Linked DNA regions of Mus musculus: region 2 is linked to region 1. The links are chromatin contacts, called in public HiChIP or PLAC-seq maps. All regions are on one chromosome and are shown on one strand. The core of a region is the stretch at or near the end of the contact, and the rest is flanking DNA. Distances in the headings are between cores, read along the strand shown.

Region 1 (2,548 bases), core at 26-2,525:
AGACCCCGTACCTCTCCTTAGTATGCAAAAATCTGGAAAGACTGTCTATTTTTTTTTAATATAGGTAGATAGGATTGCCATTTATTTCCTATTTAGATATACAGTCATTCATCCATATGAAAATATGCAGGTCACTAGTTTATTTTGAATGGACTATTTACTTTTGGTGTAACAAGGCATAAATAAAACTTTGAAAGCACATGATGGATGGTTGTTACACAGAGCATTAGGACTCATGAGGGGCTTTCTGTGGGTTAGACATGCCATATACTTTAATATTCACATGTCAGTGACCTCACCACACCATTCAATATACTTGCTTTTTCAAGTAAATAACCACAAGGAAGATGTCTTAAACTTGTCCTTCAAGAGATCTAGTCTTGGCTTTCATTCAGCACCTACTAGGCCACTGTTTACTAGATGGAGCTTAATAAAAACTGTATTTCAGGTTCAACCTGAAAAAAAATCCACAACCAAATTAATCTTGATTGGGTAGTTCCAACTGCTAAAATCATCCCATCTATAATAGCTCTAGGGGGAGGAGATTTTTGCCTTAAATTAGCTCACTCTCCCACTCAGGCTTTGAGTTGTAGGTCCCCAGGCTGTAAGCTCCTGGGGCAAGAGTTGTAGCTGTCATGGAAGGGTCTAAGGTACTTGGCAGTACTCTGTACCTGGGGAGTACTCAGTACATTTTGTTTGATATTGCTGACTAGACATAAAAATTAATTCCTTAAAACCTATTATTATTAAAACGTAGCAAAGACTGTACATTGTCCTTTCTCATTTCTTACAGATCATAAAAGACAAATAGCAAGGTGGTAATTTTCTGTGCTACAGCACTGATCATTCACACAGCATGGCATATATGAACCACAAATGCCTGCCGTCAGGGTTAATAAAGCACTTTAGTGGAACATGATATTAAAAACTAAAGCTCGCCAGGCACTGGTGGTGCACATCTTTAATCCCAGCACTCGGGAGGCAGAGGCAGGCAGATTTCTGAGTTTGAGGCTAGCCTGGTCTACAGAGTGTGTTCCAGGACAGCCAGGGCTACACAGAGAAACCCTGTCTTGAAAAAAAACCAACTAACCAAAAAAAAAAAAAAAAAATTAAAGCTCAGCTTTAAATCAGACCCGAATGACAAGATTGTCTTAAAGCAGTGAACACAAAAGCACTCCCCACTTCACAAGTTGAGTTTCCGTTGTACTGAGCAATAGCCTTGTCTCTAGCACAGATGCTTTCAAGGTGAGGTGTGGCTCCTTCCTAAAGAGCTTTAGCTATTCAACAGAGAAACAGCGGGAGGGGACTTCTGAAACAAGAACTTTTAAATGGAAGAGTCCGACTCAACTGAGGTATCCTGTCCTCTGTGCCATCCGTAGACAGACAGGCTTCTGTAGCACAGGCCTCGTCAGATGGGGCTGAGGAAAGGCAGTAATCGACTGGCTCAGAGGGCACAGAAATGCTACAACTGAGGGTTCTACACATATTTCTGATGATTTTTATGATGATAGAATAACTAAAGGCCTTTAGAGGGAATATCCTAATTTTGAATATTAAAAAAAAAGGTTTACCTTTACTATTTGTCTTCTTAGCTTGTATAATTTTTATTTTATATGCCTTCTAAATTTAGGTTAGTCAAGATAGCTGAGGCAGGAGGATAGCAAGTTTGATCAAGCCTGGACTATATAGGTGAGACCTTATCTTTAAAAAAAAAAAAGGTAAAAATTATAAACTATATTTTTACTATTTTGTGTCCCAAGATTGACAGATACTTTCAAGAAGTTGTGTTTGCAATTTAATATTATTTTTATATGGTTAAAAATGGCATGTGTGGCTAAAGAGATGGTTCAGGAGTTAAAAAGCACTTTTTGATCTTGCAGAGAACCGGGGTTCAGTTCCCAGCACCCACATGATGGCTCACAACTGCCTGTAACTCCAGTTATGGGGATCTAGTGCCCTCTTCTGGCCCCATGGGTACCAGACACAACACATGTTGCACATACATACATGCAAGCATGCAAGCAAAATGCATGTGCATAGCATAGAAAATAAAGTTTCAAATTATATATACTCTCCTGTGCATTTTCTTATAAAATCTTGTGTAATTCTGGATTGGGGTCAGGCAGGCTGAACTCTTACTCCCTTGGACCTCCTGCATTCAGAGAACCTGTCTTTGTATGTCTTCAGTCATCGAAGATTTTATTTCACATTGAAGCTTTTGCTCATTTTTTTCAAAATCTCCAGTGGATTTAACTTCCCAGCAGTGGCATGATGTGCCCTTGGTTTCAGTCATTGCTTCACAGGACTTTAGAGAGTGCAGTGTCACAGTGAGCTGTTTTCACTTGTTATAGCTTTAATTACTGCAGCTTACACGGCTGCAGCAATTCACCTCGCTCACAACAGCCGTGTTACTGAGCTCAGCCCGTAGTTCAGGATGTACACTGGTTTTCTGATCTTTCTGCCTTATGGCAGCTTCCTGATTCTTTGCCATACTCCTTGAAAATCAGCTGCAAGGTGATATGAGAGAAAACAGAATAGACATTTCTAA
Region 2 (2,548 bases), core at 17-2,516, 64 kb after region 1:
CAGGCTGGCCTCGAACTCAGAAATCTGCCTGCCTCCCTCCCTCCTGAGTGTTGGGATTAAAGGCACGCACCACTACTGCTAGTATTTTCCCCCATTTTTATGAGCATGACCAAAATCAGCTGAGTCATTTTGATAAATCAAGATTCCAGATGACAAGCTAATCATTATCTTGGTGTGTGTGTGTGTGACTGCCCCTCCTTTGTCACATAGTTTAGCTTTGCCTGTAGTTAGGAGTATAGGTTTAAAGGCCCAGGCATAGAGGCACATGCCTTTAATCCCAGCACTTGGAAGCCAGACTGATTTCTGGGTTGAGGCCATCCTGGTCTACAGACTAAGTTCTAGGACAGCTAGGGCAATGCTGAAACATGGTCTTAGAAACAAAAATAAAACAAAACAAAAACTCAGCAACAAAAAGAAACAGTAAGGGCAAAGACACAAAGAACTGTATAAATAACTTTTCTCTAGTGCCTATGAGCACTGCATACTGTTTACATAGAAAACACGGAATAAAATACCCATCGCATTAAAAAAAAAAAAACAACTCTTCATACAAAGTCTTTTTATAGACCCTTAGGTTTCTATGATACTCGGATTCTGTTCTCGAGCAGTAAATTCAAAGTTCCAGAGGAGTCCATGCCATCACTTATGCAGCCTTCAGTACGTTCTTTTTTATTTTAGTTCCAATAACTTTAAAGTTGTCTTCCTGTAGCTTTTACTCATTAATGCGTGTTTTCACCACTGGTGCCAGTCTGTTCATTTAACGGATCAGCCCTTGAAAATACATCTGCCATTCTCCATGGTCCTTTTCAAAGGCTTAACAATTCCACTATCTACCTCCAGAATTAACACATGGCTGTGAATGTCTCTCATGAAAGTGGGATCCAGACCCATCCCTACAACAATCCACGTTGAAAAGGAAAAAGATTCTTGCTCAAACTGTGAGGCAGGAAGTCACTTAAATCAGATGCTAGCAGCAACTGGGATCGGCTATGCGTTCCCTTGTCACACTCGACTTTGCGATGGAAATCTTCCAATTTCGTTAAGGCTCAGGCTAAATTGTCAATCTGGGCCAAACCAATGGGGAGGCGGAAGTCAACATCCACTTCCGGGCCTCGTCCGGAAGCCTCTTCAGAGCTGGATAGGCTCTGCATCTTTCCCACAGGTAACGCTCCTGTGGGGGCGTGGCCACGCATGCGCACTACCTGAATGCCCACCAGGCTGGTTCTGCGCAAGCTCCCAGGAAGCGCTCGTTAACTGCTTCCGGACAGGGTTTTCCGGGGCGGCGAACAACGTGGAGTCGGGCGACTCTGGAGCTTGGATTTAGCGGCTCGCGGGCTCCGTACGCCTTGCGCTTTCAGTGAAACAGGAAAAGGTGTGTGAGCCTCCTGCTTGTTCCTTCTGCGGTTTCCTCTTGACTTTGTGCTCCTGGGCTCTGAGACCGTAAGTTACAGAGATCGTGAACTTTTGGTTACCGTGGCAACAGCCACCACGCCAACCTTCCCCAGGCCAGTTTGAGTCTTTGAGGGCCAAGGAAGGATTTGCGTTGTCTCCTTACCGTGTGTGGTAAGGTCGATTTCTAATTCAGGTGCTATTTCAAACTTTTTCGCGGAACGGCTGAGATTGATTTTTTTTAAAGGCCTAATCTGGATTTAAGGCGGAGAAACAAAATTTGAGGCTGGCCAACTCTTTGGGAGATGGGTCAGCAGGTAGTGGCAATTACTGTCAAGCCGGGTGAGTTCGATCCCCGGATCTACACAGTTGAAGGACCCCTCTAGATGATTCTCTGACCTCCACGCGTGCGCCGTGGCTTCTTCCGACAATAAACAAAGTGTAATATTAAAAAAAGAAATCGTACCGGGCGGTGGTTGCGCACGCCTTTAATCCCAGTACTTGGGAGGCAGAGGCAGGCGGATTCCTGAGTTCGAGGCCAGCCTGTCTACAGAGTGAGTTCCAGGACAGCCAGGGCTACACAGAGAAACCCTGTCTCGGAAAAAAACAAAACAAAACACCCCCAAAAAGAAAAGAAAGAAATCGTTTGTCAGCAGGCTTCAGGTTCGATCTCTAGCACCGCAGAAAACAAAGAAAGCAACGCCAGTTGATAAGGGTGAGGGTACCGAACTAGGGTGATGCTGTGGGATTGCAGAAGGGAGGGACGCGTTCAGTGGAATTCGTAGCTTCAGTATTTGATGGATACGCAGAACAAGGGTCTTGAGCATTTTGACATTTAAATCCATGTCCAGTGGCATGTAGCTGCTTTTGTCGAGTCATTTCTTTGCCATGGGCCGCTGCCGACCCCCTTACGTTTTTTGTCATACCGGCTCGTCTGTGTGCTTTGTGTTTCCCAGACTTTTGTCTTCACCGTTTCTCAGTCCTAACTTGGAAGGAAATACGGTTGCTGCTATGATTATCTTAGATAACTTATGGGCTATTTATGTGGTTAAGTTCCGAATACATACTAGCAACTGCTGCTACTGTACGTGCGTGTTATATATTCTTTTTTTTTTTTTAAGATTTATTTATTTATTATATGTAAGTACACTGTAGCTGT

Evidence for each region. HiChIP or PLAC-seq counts read pairs in DNA pulled down with a chosen protein or histone mark.
Region 2: a contact with region 1 is called in an H3K27ac HiChIP or PLAC-seq map of embryonic stem cells, with 2.9 times the contacts expected there. The contact joins the promoter of Taf1a here to the enhancer-like site in region 1. A contact is called at or near these places in 5 of 484 Hi-C or Micro-C datasets (embryonic stem cells, pancreatic cancer cells and trophoblast stem cells), 7 of 115 datasets of contacts at active chromatin or transcription factors (CD8 T cells, the SCID.adh cell line, embryonic stem cells and 2 more) and 3 of 9 other capture datasets (adipose tissue, liver and pancreatic islet).

Annotation. Positions count from the first base shown.
Region 1 is chr1:183,323,411-183,325,958 of GRCm38.p6, forward strand. Aida (axin interactor, dorsalization associated) reads left to right here. Exons shown (of 10, transcript NM_181732.4): 10 at 1-1,091. Among named protein-coding and RNA genes, the nearest start is that of Gm34102, 21 kb to the right of the region's middle. Within about 2 kb of position 1,276, at least 1 of the 459 cell types and tissues checked has an H3K27ac peak or open chromatin away from gene starts, as enhancers often do. A contact at or near this core is called in embryonic stem cells, where this site is marked.
Region 2 is chr1:183,387,719-183,390,266 of GRCm38.p6, forward strand. It overlaps Taf1a (TATA-box binding protein associated factor, RNA polymerase I, A), which reads left to right and starts at 1,267. Exons shown (of 11, transcript NM_001277959.1): 1 at 1,267-1,440.